Regions from separate parts of the Sus scrofa genome. Here region 2 is linked to region 1. Evidence: chromatin contacts called from public HiChIP or PLAC-seq data. All regions are on one chromosome and are shown on one strand. Each heading gives the region's core, a stretch centred on a gene start, on an enhancer-like site or on the middle of the called end of the contact. The rest is flanking DNA. Distances are from core to core; before and after follow the strand shown. Region 1 overlaps ARAP2 (arf-GAP with Rho-GAP domain, ANK repeat and PH domain-containing protein 2). Region 2 overlaps DTHD1 (death domain-containing protein 1).

What was found. HiChIP or PLAC-seq counts read pairs in DNA pulled down with a chosen protein or histone mark.
Region 2: an H3K27ac HiChIP or PLAC-seq map of alveolar macrophages shows a contact between it and region 1. The contact joins two enhancer-like sites. A contact is called at or near these places in 2 of 47 Hi-C or Micro-C datasets (alveolar macrophages and embryonic fibroblasts) and 1 of 2 datasets of contacts at active chromatin or transcription factors (alveolar macrophages).

What each region holds. Positions count from the first base shown.
Region 1 is chr8:27,913,099-27,920,576 of Sscrofa11.1, forward strand. It overlaps ARAP2 (arf-GAP with Rho-GAP domain, ANK repeat and PH domain-containing protein 2), which reads right to left. Exons shown (of 33, transcript XM_003128906.4): 7 at 404-473. Among named protein-coding and RNA genes, the nearest start is that of ARAP2, 44 kb to the right of the region's middle. Within about 2 kb of position 1,768, at least 9 of the 83 cell types and tissues checked have an H3K27ac peak or open chromatin away from gene starts, as enhancers often do. A contact at or near this core is called in alveolar macrophages, where this site is marked.
Region 2 is chr8:28,066,698-28,074,313 of Sscrofa11.1, forward strand. It overlaps DTHD1 (death domain-containing protein 1), which reads left to right. Exons shown (of 10, transcript XM_003128908.5): 9 at 175-232; 10 at 5,146-7,182. The coding sequence ends at 5,504. Among named protein-coding and RNA genes, the nearest start is that of DTHD1, 73 kb to the left of the region's middle. Within about 2 kb of position 3,969, at least 2 of the 83 cell types and tissues checked have an H3K27ac peak or open chromatin away from gene starts, as enhancers often do. A contact at or near this core is called in alveolar macrophages, where this site is marked.

The DNA.
Region 1 (7,478 bases), core at 518-3,017:
TCCATGGCAATTAGAAATCTCATGCAAGATGCATTCCTTGGTTCTTCCGCACCTCTTCTGGAGGACAAAATAACCTCTCCTTGCTTTAACATGTCCTGCTTAACAGTTTCAGTGCTGTCTAGGATAAAGACAATTCCTTATGTAGCTATCACTTACAGCAATTCCTACAGTTTGTAGGATATATTCCAAAAATTATTGTCAGGAACATAAGCTTTTAAAATTCCCAATTTTATGTGGCAGGGAAAAGGTAGACTATGAAAAGAGTTAAATGTCGTATCTTATGCAAATTCTTTTCATGTTGATACTTCAACTCCTAGTCTTAAAGACCAAATCACATACTTAGTTTATGGAAGTACACTGAGCATGCATAGGGCAATTTTGGAAAACTGTAAAACATCCTTACCTTATCATTATTGTAGTAAGAAATGCTAACACCGTCAAATTTCACCCATCTCTTCTGAAACATGCGTTTTCTGTAAAATATATGAAATTGTCATTTTACATTTAAGAACCATGACCTTGGGTTTTAAATACATTTGTGATATAACCATATTGAGTACATTACCATTTGCTGTTAAACAGCAAAGAAAACAATAGGCCATGATAATGTCCAATTTTGGCAATGGTATGAAGGGAAGAAAATAAGCACAATGACTCTTTCTAATCAGTTTACCCAGGTATGTTAAAAAAAAAAAAAAAGTTCCCGTCGTGGCTCAGTGGTTAATGAATCCGACTAGGAAACAAGAGGTTGTGGGTTCGATCCCTGGCCTCGCTCAGTGGGTTAAGGATCTGGCGTTGCCGTCAGCTGTGGTGTAGGTCGCAGACATGGCTCGGATCCCGCGATGCTGTGGCTCTGGTGTTGCTGTGGCTCTGGCGTACGCTGGCAGCTACAGTTCCGATTAGACCCCTAGTCTGGGAACCTTCATATGCCATGGGTGTAGCCCTAAAAAAGACCAAAAAAAAAAAAAAATGATACTGCTAACAGTATCATCATCCACATGTGTAAGATTGAGTGGAATACAAATGTGGCCAGAAAACACTATCATTGCACCCACAGCCCTTAATGGAGATAATTCCTTAGTGAAGGTAATATAAACTCTTAACCTTCATTAATCTTATAACATTTTATCTTATTATTTAAATTTTTGCTTTGGAGTATGAATAATATTTTGCTGAAATAATAAAGATTTGTCAACTGGATTTACATAGATATATTATTTAATTCTGATCAAAAAAGCTGAAAAAGCCCTGTCTAAATATAGAGAATCATTTGCAATCATCCAAAATTCACTGAAACATTAACATTTTGCAAAAAAAATGATTATATGCAAGGCAAATGAAGTTTAAAATGGTTACTGACATGAGAAAAAAACAAAATAATGTCATCATATGTGCCCTATGTAGGCATAAAGGAGAAAAACCACCTTTCTGACTATACAAAGGGAAAGTGAAGACCCATTTCTATTAGGCTTGTTTTGTGTTGCTTTGTTTAGGTCCCCTTCCCTGAAGTCAGGCAATCCTGAAGGTCTTGAATATCTTATTCTCTACATGACTCTCAGTGTGAACTGATACAATCTAGATACTTTTAGCCTTTAACACAGATAATATATGAAAACTAACTTTCTGTTTCAAAAAACAGTCATTTCTAAACAAACGGGTAAGTAATCATGTCTACCTTTTCCTTCTGCAGTTTTCTAACATGTTTAAGATAAGGAAATGGTTTAACTTTTTGAGGTTTGCAAAAGCTTTAAAGATAGAAAAAGCACTTCAGGAAGTGTGGAGAACTTGTCTCACCGGCCGTTTCCTGAGCCTCACGCCCCTATTACTCTAGTGAAATACGCAAGCCGCCCACACTGATCATTAGCCAGTTTATTCTACTTAAAATGAAATTAGAGCAAAGCTGATCAAAGTTTCAAAATTCATTAGTGTGGACACCATTTTCACATATAAGCACTGAATTTTTTTCATGAAGTAATAAGAACATGTCCACAGGGAGTCTGGGTTTAAAAGATGCAAACTATTGCATTTAGTGTGGATAAGCAATGAGATCCTGCTGTATGGCACAGGGAACTTTAGTCACTTGTGATGGAACATGATGGAGGATAATGTGTGTGTGTGTGTGTGTGTGTGTGAGAGAGAGTGACTGGGTCACTTTGCTGTACTGTAGAAACTGACAGAACACTATAAACCAACTATAATGGAAAAAATAAAAATCATTAATTAAAAAAAAAAAAACATGTGAAGACCTTGAAACTATGTAACCACAATTAACTCCCCAGCCCTCCTTCCATCTTATCCCCGCAGCCTTCTGCTTCTTTTATTACCTTCTTCTGGTCTGTAATGTGTTTTCTTAACCTTGTTGGTTTTTACTTTCTTCACCAACCCAAACTGAAGGGCTCTTCAAGTTGCCAGCATTAAAAGTTACAAGGTAAAGAAATACTAAGCACATGCACAATAATTCTACATTCAACAAAATCACTTAGAGCTCATTTCATGTAGATCTCTGTCGCACTTAAAAGCAGGCAAATAGCCTTCTTCCCACACAATCTCAACAGTAACTCTATGAATTGAGATTGCATTTAGGGCCCCCACCGACCTTGCATGGTGAACAGTGGTAAGCTAGAGCCCAGAAATACATATAATCTTCCATGTTAGAATAAAAATACTCAACATCTATAAGAGATAAAGGCCTTAGGACTGCCTATTACTCATCTGTTTCCTTTGCTAACTATACCTTATCTTAGAGTTCTACCTAAACCCATACTGACATTTCTTCCCAGATGAGCCAATCCAAAGCAAATCACAAAGTTATTCTCTCTCAAAGCACCCTCTTCTTTTCCTCATAGCACTTAACACAATCCCTAATTACACATATCTGTTTAGTTGCTTAGTGTCTGTCTCCCACATCAGCCCTCATGCTTTACAAGGACAAAGTTCAAGGATGTTTTATCCTCTATTATATGATCAGCAACAACTAACACAGATCAAATATGGCACTTTCTAGAAAAGAATCTGTTCAATGAGAGAGGGGATTAAGCACATGTCCCCTTAGCATTAAGAGCAAGATGACAGACAAATAAAACCTCAAATAACCAGCACTCAAATAATGAGCATCTTGTAAAAGAAAAGATGGGCAGAAGACAGGAAAACTTCTAAAAACTCAAGAGTTAAATTCAAAGTTTCAGTTCCCATTGTGATTTAGTGGGTTAAGAACCGGACATGGTCTCTGTGAGGATGCAGGTTCGATTCTTGGCCTTGCTCGGCAGGTTAAGGATCTGGCATTGCTGCAAGCTGTGGCACAGGTAGCATTTGCAGCTTGGATCCCGCGTTATGGGCAGGCTGTGGGTAGGCTGGTAGCTGTAGCTCCAACTCGACCCGCAGCCTGGGAACTTCCATATGCCACAGGTGTGACCATGAAGAAAAAAAATCCAAAGTTTAAAATCCCAAATGATGGAGTGAAAAAAAGTTTAGAATATACTGCAACATGTCTTTTGTTTAGTTGAGGCCACTTGGATTCAAAAAGCTTTCTTAGAATTCCATCACCATCTGGATAGACAGTTTGAGATCCGAGGCATCATCCAGGAATTTAACATTCGTGTCACAGAAAAATGCCATCTTCTCCACTTGGAATGCGCCCTGCCTGCTCTTGATGTGGCTGGCTCCCACATCAAGCTTTTGAGGTTTTAATCAAAACCTCAACTACATTAATAAAATTAGAGGAAACAAACACCAATTTAACCACTTCACCCTTAAGTTCATTTTTTGCTTTTTTTTCAAACATTCAGGATCAGATCTTTTTATGACAATAAAAACTTTGTAAAATACCTTGTTATTAGGGGAAAAGTAGACACTACAGAAAACTTGAAACATTCGCCACATAATTTTAAAATACATTTCAGAGTTAAACATTTTTAAATATATTAAGATGCATGCATTTGATACTTTCCTACTTAAAAATGCAAATTAATAAATCAAATGCTTCTAATACTAAATTTATATAAACATTGTTTAATCTTTTACTTATTAAATGTTTCAACATTCAAATAGCTATTTTCTATATGTGAACTTCAATACTGAATTCTAGTAATTAGTTAAAGATAATAACTTACAGTTAGAGCCTTTCTCACAATATAATCCACCTTTCTAGCAAATGGAAACTTGGATTTAACATGGGTTAGCCCTATAAATTAATCAAAACCTCAACTATGTAAAAGGGAGATTTTGAGAAGTACTGTGCTTCTAAATGTCAATGTACAGTTTTAAGTTAATAAATGTGAATCCAAAAACTCTAAGAATTATCTTTTCTATGCAAGAGTTAAATATTTTTCTCATGTATTTACAAAGGCTAATATCAGACAACTAAGTTTAGTATATTTACATAAAATTAATCTATTAGACACAACCAGGGATTGCTAAAATACTTTAAAAGTTTTTGCTGACATAAATTATGCCTTTCCCTCAAATTTTATTTGAGCTTATTTAGTAAGTGTTAAAAAAGAGAGAGAGGAGTTCCCGTCATGGCGCAGTGGTTAACGAATCCGACTAGGAACCATGAGGTGCGGGTTCAGACCCTGCCTTGCTCAGTGGGTTAACGATCCAGCGTTGCCGTGAGCTGTGGTGTAGGTTGCAGACGCGGCTCGGATCCCGCGTTGCTGTGGCTCTGGTGTAGACTAGTGGCTACAGCTCCGATTCGACCCCTAGTCTGGGAACCTCCATATGCCGTGGGAGCGGCCCAAGAAATAGCAAAAAGACAAAAAAAAAAAAAAAAAAAAAAAAAAAAAAAAGAGAGCGAGACAAAGTATAAAATACAACACCACTCTACACCACTCTAGCCTGTGTTCTTACTATTACAACACAAATTAGATCTGAAATAATGGTGAATTATTACACAGACAAGAGATTTTCAAGCCTCAGTCAATAAACGATATATTTGGCACAATAATCTTGATAATAAAAATAGCAGACCTTTTTACATAGTGCTTTGTTATAGGCACTGTTGCAGGCCATATACAAATATCAACTAATTTAATCCTCCAAATAATCATATGAGGCAAGTAGCATTATTATTCCCATTTTACAGATGAAGGCACGGAAGCACTGGCAGGTTAAATAATTTTGCTGAAGTCACACAACTAATAAAGAGCATGCCTGTGAGTCAAATCCAGGTATTCTGGTCCCAAAGACTGTGCCTTTAACCACTACACAAAACAGACTCCTGTACATTTCATAGCAAAGCATCCTGGATATCCCTTTAGGTAGTGATAACATGAGCTCTACCCATTTAATATGTGAGTTCAATTTTGCAAAGTGCTACAGAATTCCTTTGGGGAAAAAAGGTAAAGTAGACATGAAAAGTATTAGCCTAGGTTTTATCCTATTTTGTTTTTTAGGGTTCTATTCTAAAGGGAAACATTTCTTTAAGAAGCTTTTTCAGAAGAATTTATAAGTTGTGTGCAATGGTATTGGATGGGTTTCTATAAGCTCTTCCCTTGAGCTCTGGTAGGACAGGTGGTGTAAAGTTTCAGCTGCTATCATAAATACAGCCTCACCACCTGGTGCCAGTTTTTGTTGTTTCTAAATTGTGTGTCTTAAAAATTCTTTTTAAATAATAGTGTATATACAAACAATTAAATCTCTATTTATGAAGTATATGCATGAAGTCAATCCTGCTTAATTGCATTCCTAAGAGCTAACGGGTTCTTTTTTTTTTAAGATTACATCTTTTAACTTTAAAAATATTCAAAATTAGACAAGCATGATAACCAATGATACTAATTTCAAGTGGCAGAGGTTACCAAATTGTCATCTCTAAATATCACACAACTGAAATGAACCTCAAAGTAACTAAGCCAAATTTATGGCTTTTATTAATCATGGTATTTTAATCATCACAAATATACTTCTCATCATTCTAAACAATATTTAAGAAAAAAAGTACCATAAATATGCAGTTCCAGATTCACCTGCCTTGTTTGCATAATCCTAAAGAATTACATGCATATTTTATCTTGTTTTCTGCTCTAATCCTAACTAGACTCAATATTTTTTAGAACTACAGTCTCCAAAAGTATAGATTTTGGCTTATTTATCAATTTTTTATTTAGCTAATCATTTATCTAATTACTCTTAAGTATGAGGCTTTTTTTTTTTTTTTTTGTCTTGTGTTTTTAGGGCTGCATCCGAGGCATACAGAGGTTCCCAGGTCAGGGGTCGAATCAGAGCTACAGCTACCAGCCTACGCCAGAGCCACAGGAACACCAGATCCGAGCCATGTCTGCGACCTACACCACAGCTCACAGCAACACTGGATCCTTAACCCACTGAGCGATCAAGCCCTCAACCTCGTGGTTCCTAGTCAGATTCATTTCCACTGCACCACCATGGGAACTCCAAGTATGACGCTTTTAAATGCTGCAGAATTAGTTATCAAGTATTTTATAGATACACATACACGGAATTATTATAATGTTTCTATAAAATATCACACTTTTCTATTCTAGAGTGCATTTCCTTATTTTAAAGCAAACCAAAATAACAATTTCCAAGATTATATGAACCAATATGAATTGGGGCTGAAAAAGTCAAACCAAAACAAAAATTCTCCAAAATCCCAGCTTCTATCTCTGCTTTAAAAGAGAAAAAAACAAAATTTAATAAAAAAAAAACTTCAAGTGCTAAAAGGAGTTTTAAAAGTTGATGATAATGCATGAATTTTAATGTGTAACTTCCAATTACTACAATATTTACAAAGAGTTTAACACATACATGACATGATATATGAGAAGCAATGTTAAAAAGACTCAGACCTCTTGACTGACTAGAGTTATACTCTGTAATAAACAAAACAAAGCAAAATACAACATAAAACTAGCTTCTAGTTAAAGATGATCAATTGAAAGTTTGCATTTATCTCTACTCCTCCCAAACATCAAAGGATTAAAAAAAAAAAAAAAAAAAAAAAAAAAAAAGGCGTTCCTCTTGTGGTTTAGCAGGTCAAGAACCTGACTAGTATCCATGAGGATTCGGGTTTGATTTCCGACCTCACTCAGTGGGTTAAGGATCCAGCTGCTGAAAGTGGCAGTGTAGGCTACAGACATGGGTTGGACCTGGTGTTGCTGTGGCTGTGGTGTAGGCCAGCAGCTGCAGCTTTGATTCAGCCCCTAGTCTGAGAACTTCTATATGCCACAGGTGCAGCCATAAAAAGAATGAATAAATAAATAAATAAATAACTACAAACCAACACTGATTACAGAAGTAAATGACAGTAACAGTATTAGGAAGCTGGGAAAGCCCAAGGAGAGATTGCAACAAACCTAGGAGGCTCCAGAGAACTGAGTGCTAAGCCTGCAACAGATCGAATTGAGAGGAAAACCCATCTACTCACAAAATCTCAGAACCTCTTCAGGAGATACAGGTACCAGGTAACTAAAGTGACTATGATAGCGAGGGGAAGATTTGTTGCAAGGCAATTAAAGAGA
Region 2 (7,616 bases), core at 2,719-5,218, 160 kb after region 1:
TATCTTAGAAAAGCAATGCTGAACATGTATGTATAAATACACAATCTAATTTTGTAATGCAGGAGATTCAGGACTTTTTTCATATAGAGGTGAGGTTTGGATGAATTTTTATGTGTAGTTTGTTCGCAGATTAATGATTTCTTCTGCTTATTCTGTGTCCCTTTCTCCCAAAAGCATGAAAATTTAATCAACCGTCCACAGAGTACCAAAAGAATTTCTACAGATCCTCTAGGTAAGGAATAATTTCTGTGTCCTCATTATGGTGGTGCTCTTTTCCTCTTATATTTTATATTTTATGTGACTCTTTTGATTAAAAAGAATAGAGAAATTTGCAAGTAAATAATTATTTTTTAATTATCTATTATCATAAGCCTAATAAATGAGTTTTCCTTCAGAAGTCATGGAGATATAAGCAAAAAACTGTTGAATGTAGATGCAATTAAAATTTTGTTAAAATTCTATGAGAAGTATGAACTCTATTAAGTATTATTTAACTGAGATAACTAATAATTCCTTTGTTTTCTAAATAGACTACTGTGGTTTGTTCTGAAATGTTGACAATTAGGTTTTAAATCTTAAAATAAATTTTAAATAGAGGTATATATTAGAGGTATGAAACCACAAAGGAAACATATTTGATTGTGGTTATGGGTAACCTAATTGCATAACAATGATACATATTTCAGGGTAAAATTTGACACTTTTATTCTATTTTAGCCTTTGAAACAATTCATTTTTGTGCTATTGATAGGTACTACTATAATAATTTTTTGGTTTTCAAAATACGTCAGTGAATGTGTTTTAACTACTGTGTCAGTCTCACCCCTGATGCCCTAATGGTATAATATTCCATTCAGGGGTTATCTTTATGGACTTGTACAGAGAATGTACAAACTTTACTGAATTAAGTTAGAAGTGAGTAGGATGGGAATAAACCTTTGCATTATATCCTCTCTCAGAGGCGATAAAGTTATTTTTCAAAGAGAGAGCAGGTGATAGAGAAAAAACAAAAGAAAAAATACCAAAGTCCCCCCCCAAAAAAAGAAAAAGAATCCACTAAAACAACAGGAGCAGTAGATGAAACCCCAGCAAGTTTAATAATGTTGTTAACTTTTGAAGAACTTGATGGTCAAATAAAAGTCATCCTGTTACCACTGTCAACAACCACCAGAGAGGACAAGGTGATGGTAGCCGACATGAGAGCAGCATAGAACTATGACCAGTTTTAAATGACAAGATAAGAAGTCAAGACAATGAAGGAGCCTAAAAGAGGTTTATTAATAAGGAATGAATAAGATCAGGTTAGACCCTGACAACTTCTATTAGTTGTGCATGAGATTAAAGTCCGTCTACACTGATAGCAGGGATGTGAGTTAGAACTCTGGTTCCTGTAGTACTCCAGAAAATAAAAAGGTAGGGTATGATTAAAACAGAGTCAGGCTGGAAAGTGGGGGAGATATCTGAGATATTTTTAGAGTTAGGACAAATAAAACTTGGTGGAGGTGATAAGAGATAAGAAATAGACTCTGAGGAGTTCCCACTGTGGCACAACAGGATTGGTGGCATCTCTGCAGTGCCAGGAAGCAAGTCAATCCCCCGCTTGACACAGTGGGTTAAAGGATCCTGCGTTGCTGTAGTGTAGGTCACAAACACTGTGGGACAGCCAAAATGAAAAAATACATATGCTTTGAGAAATTGGAATAATATTACCTGCGTTGGCATTCTCAGCTGAGAGGTCACATTCACTAAGAAAGTGGGGGAGAAAGGAAAAGACCAAAGTTGATTTTTTTTTTTTTTTTTTTTTTTTTTTGGCATTTCTTGGGCCGCTCCCGCGGCATATGGAGGTTCCCAGGCTAGGGGTCTAATCGGAGCTGTAGCCACCAGCCTACGCCAGAGACACAGCAACACAGGATCCGAGCTGCGTCTGCAACCTACACCACAGCTCACAGCAACGCCGGATCGTTAACCCACTGAGCAAGGGCAGGGACCGAACCCTCAACCTCATGGTTCCTAGTCGGATTCGTTAACCACTGCGCCACGACGGGAACTCCCCAAAAGTTGATTTTGATTTTAGAAATATGGGATTTGAACTGGTTGTGGTATAAACTGGTAAATATAATTAGGAGATAAATATTGCAAATGTTACATAGGCATAACTCGAAGATATTGAAAGTCTGGTTCCAACTCACCACAATAAAGTGAGTATCATTCAAAGTAGATCATATGAATTTTTGGGTTTTCAAGCTCACATAAAAGTTAGGTTTACACTATACTGTAGTCTGTTAAGTGCACAACAGTCTTAAATCTAAAATAACAATGTTCATGCCTTAATTAAAAAATCCTTTGTTGCTAAAAAATGCTAATCATCATCTGAACCTTCAGCAAGTCCTAATCTTTTTACAATAGTAACATCAACAATCACTGATCACGGATTACTCTAACAGAAATTAATGGAAGAGTTTGAATACCAGGAGAATTACCCAAATGTGACATAGAAACACAAAGTAAGCAAATGCTGTTGGAAAAATGGCGCCTGTAGACTTGCTATACACAGGGTTGCCAAAAGCTTGAATTCAATTTGTAAAAAATGAAGTATCTGAAAGACAGTAAAGCAAAGCATGAGAAAATTGGTTATGCCTGTACTAGGATGCAGGGAAACAGAACCAAAGATGAAGATATGGTAGATCTGGGATATTCCATATACAGGAGATGGCTAAGGCAATTGCTAAGGGGGAAGGGACAGAAGTAGAAGGGGCCTGAGAGGAGAAGCAGTCACTCAGCACTATCAGGAGGAAGAGAGTCAGCAAAGGGTAAAGATAGGGAGACGGAACACCAGGGCAGGCCGTGGAACCCCAGGGAAGGATTAAATGCTCCATGGAAGTCAGAGAAGATGCAGAATGAGAATGAGTTGTTGAAAGCAGTATTTAGGAGAACTCTAGAAAGATCAGAAAGTAAGGCTTTAATAGAGCTTTAAAAGAGGATATATAACTCATAAGGTAAGGGCTTAAGGAGTGAGGTGATGGTGATGGACTTAAGGCAACAAGTTTACATTAGGCGTGAAAAGACTTTTTGGTAGAAAGAAGGGAAGAGAGAGCCTGAGAGCTTGAAACAGCATCAGAAATGGGAGGCCTAAGAGGGCTTGTGGGAACCATGGAAAGAACCTGATGGAGGAGGTGGTTAAGGAACAGGTGTGAAGGGAAATTTTTTGATGAAAAAACATGTGGGAGATGGCACCTGGCAAATGTGGAGGAGTGTGATTTTGTAAAGACAGTGATTTTGAAGTGAAAACAAGGTTAGAAGAATTCAGGTCAAGTGGCTTTAGGTAATGTTAGGAGAAACAGGCATTGGTTGGGTGAGAATAAGAGTGAGACTGGGGTTTAAGGATGGCAGAAAAGTTTTGTGTCATTGCTGTGGAAAATTTGAAACCAAATTCAGGAATCGGATGTTTTAATGGATTTGTAAGCTACTAAAGGCTTAAATTGTGTACAAAGCATAGAGTTTGTTGACCACACTCAGTATAGTTTCATAACCCTGGGCATCCCAGTGGCTGACTGCAGTGTGAGTAAGGCAGGATTGGTGACTGACGAATTGAGAACACTGAAAGCTAAAGAGGACAGCAGGCTTTAAGGTGGATGCAAGACCATTATTGAATCACAAAGCTGATCTTTAGGGGAAGTATGGGTACAGAGACAGATGATGGAATGACTGGGAGCCTTAAAGAAGGACTTGCAGTACTGGTGATGAGGCAAGAAGCATATGAAGCAGGAGCAAAGGAATAGAAGCTGTGGAATTTTAGGAGGTACTGGTTAGCAGTAATATTGATAAGTTGAAGCCATGGAGATAGAATAGCGGTAGCTGATCATGAAACATAAGGATTGGTCATGAAAGTTGGTTTCTCATATGGGGTTACCACACAGGTCATTGATGTGGACAGGATTAGGAAAGCATGTGGTCAGCGGTGTGACTGATTGTCAGCAGGGTTGCTGATGCTTCTGCCTGGCAACGGCAAGAGAGAAATGATGTGGAAGGGGAGAGGAAGGCTTATGCGGGCAGCAGGGACATTAAAATGAATATATGGCAAGATGGAAGCAGAATGTTGGTTTGAAAGTGAAAACAGGAAAGATGACTCCATTTCCTGGGTAGCTTTCATAGAAAAGTGGCATGATGTAAATGCAGGTGCAGTTTATGTGAGGAGATAGTTGGAAAGAATGGGTAAAAGAAGGTGGACATAGAATTCTTTCCTCATACCAAACCAGGGAAACTGCTGCAGGGGTTTGCATGACAGAGAGAGAAAGTGACTCTGAAGCAGCTTAGTGTTGACATATGGAAGGAGGGAGATAGTAGGACTTGGGGGACCTCTTGAGAGTGATGGATCTGAGCTAGAGAATGAAATAAAATGACAAGCAAACAGCAGAAGATTGGAATCATGAGTTTGGTGGTAGACAGGAGTCATGGAGTAAGGGAAGGGGTATGCTGAACATACAGGGTATATTCAGAGATGGTAGAGTTTCTCAATAGTCCAGAACCAGGCAATACAGGTTCTCTGTAAAGGACCTTCCAGAGAACTGCTCTTTGGGAAGTGGATCTTGGTGCGTTTGTGTGCATATGTAGTTGGGGAGGTTGGGGTGTGAAGATGGAGCAGCTGCTAGTATAATTTATACATTATGTTAGTACGAATTAAGAGAAGTATTTTTTGAGCCTAAAAAAAAAAAACTCTTTTAACATAGTGCTACTCAAAGTCAGGCCTCAGTATCAGCATCATCTGGGAGCTTGTTAAAAATGCCAATTTTTGGGCCCCATTCTAGTCTTACTTAAGTAGACTCTCTGGGGCGGAGGTCTAAAGCCCATTTTTAACAAGCCTGCCCGGATCTCAGGAAAGTTAAAATTTGAGAAGCACTTCTAACCTTCTGCAATGGGTGGGTCCCTCAGAAGACCCCGGAAAGCCCAGGGACTCAGAGTCTCTCAACTGTCCATCTGGGTGGTCCCCAATTATTCTGCTGCTCAGAGGACATACCAGAGATTGAGTAGATTTCCCATGACCAGGTGGAGGGCTAGATGAGCACACACCCCTTCCCCCCGACCCCTGCCCCCACTCCCGCCCCCGCGAAAGGGTCCTGACAATGAGTGTTCCCCGTGTGCCGGCAGAAGCCCTGTGGAACAGCTTGCTCTACTGGCTGTCGGAGGAGCTCTCAGAAGAAAACGCGCTGTGTCTCTCTGCATCCCTCCCGCTGCGCCGCAGCACCGTTCAGCTCATCAAACTGAAGGCCCCCAATGACCTTGCAGAACAGACCTACGAACTTCTCTGCTTCTGGAAAAGATCACTCCCAAATTCCACCGACAAACTTCGCCTTCTAGCTCGCCATCTCCGCAAGATAGGCAGGAGTGACCTTTCAGGAGAGCTCAAATTCAAGTGGGAAAATAAAGTGTTCACTGAACCACCACGGTGGTCTGATGGGGCAGAGGAAAGCCCTGTGGCTCCTTCTGCCCTAGAAGAAGGGCTGTAGCTGGCTTGAGGATGGCTTCTGTCAACGTGTTACTAGCAGTGTCCAAGTAATGTCTGAAGTGAATCTATGTGATAGATGTGTTATTGAGACAAGTGAAGAGGCGGTAATCAGACAAAACCATTTGTGGGTTGGCTTCCTCTTTCACGGTTCAGTGATATACGTTCTGCAGGTGTGACCGTCCAGAGTTCAGCCAAACTTATTATCAGTTGTAACAGAGCTTGCCCTGTTTATATTTTAATAGATAGGTTGCTTTTTATTTTTTTTAATTAAAAAAAAATTTTTTTTAAGGGTCGTAGATGCAACATTTGGAAGTTCCCAGGCTAGGGGTCAAATCTGACCTACAGCTGTCAGCCTATGCCAGGTCCTAGTGGTGTCTGCCACCTACACCACAGCTCATGGCAATGCCATATCCTTAACCCACTGAGGGAGGCCAGGGATTGAATCCGCATCCTTATGGATACTAGTCTGGTTTGTTTCTGCTGAGACACAACAGGAAGTCCTAGGTTGCTTTTTAAATATAAAGGAAAGGTGTAATCTACAGAATTCCTTTTTTTTTATTCTTATCTAAATAAAAATGAACATGTCATCCAGTACTCCAAGAAACTAATTCATGTAATGTGCAAACCATGGAACCCACAAGTAACAATACAAATAAAGTGAGCTGCAGAAACCTGATGTGAATGAGAGCAAATCAGTTTAACAGCCAAGGTTGAAATCAATTAAAACTAGAATGACCCTTCATCCATGTATTGTCACAAACCTTTCTTGTAAAATATAGCCTAAAATAGGGCAAACCTCATTTTTTTTTATTATTATTGGTCAGATGAGACAGCAGAGAGACAAGGATGCATCAGTGAAAGAACTCAGGGCCTTTTGTACTGAGGAAAACAACCTGCTACCAAATCAGTTTGACAGAAACCTTATTACATAAGCCCTTATGGGTCATTATTTTTTTTTAAAACCTGCCTGTAAAAAACACAAAGCTACAAGGAAAAAAATACTAATTACATAAGACTCTCTATCACTGATAATCCTCGTTAATGTTAAGTGTTTATGTATTGAGACTTGGGAAAACCTAGAGCACTTTAGTTCCCCAACACAGCATGACACGAATGGGCCATTGCATTAGCACCACCAGTTCACTCGTGGGGGACCGACAGGCCTTGGCTTGCAAATATTAGCAATGATGAGTCTCGGTTATTGAAATACCTGAAGGGTAATGAAATTACATGAAACAATAAACACTTTATATGGTTCTCAAATTTAAAGAAAGGATTTCCTCCTATAAATTAACCAGAGACTTAGATATCTATGGTTATGTTAACAAAGAGAATTCCAATTTTCAAACACATTCCTATGAAAAAGACTCTGAGGAGCCTTTCTGTGTTTCCAGAAAGGTATCATATTTTTAACGTGTTTTGGGAATGAAGAAAATAGACTGAGGAGTTCCCGTCGTGGCTCAGTGGTTAACGAATCCGACTAGGAACCATGAGGTTGCGGGTTCGGTCCCTGCCCTTGCTCAGTGGGTTAACGATCCGGCGTTGCCGTGAGCTGTGGTGTAGGTTGCAGACGCGGCTCGGATCCCGCGTTGCTGTGGCACTGGCGTAGGCAGGTGGCTACGGCTCCGATTCGACCCCTAGCCTGGGAACCTCCATATGCCGCGGGAGCGGCCCAAAGAAATAGCAAAAAGACAAAAAAAAAAAAAAGAAAATAGACTGAAATGTTCATTTTTTTTCTGATTGCAAAATAACCAAAAAAAAAGTCAAGAAAATAAATTTGCCTCTTATTCCATGACTAGAGATTACTATTAGGAAAATATTTTCCTCCAGTTTTTATTTTTTCTTTTTTCTGCAAGGAACTGTTTCTACTTCTGGGTATTTAGATGCATGTAAACACACTCACCTATGTGTGCACACATGCACACACACACACACGCACACTAACACACATTATCTCTTCACATATATTGCCTAACTTACCTCCCCTCTTCTTGCTCATTCACACACAACTCCTCACACCTCTTCTCCCTGTCCTCATACCTCCACACTCAAACTCACTCATACCAACACACACTTCCCCTCCCACACACCTCTCACAAACAAAACTGCACCT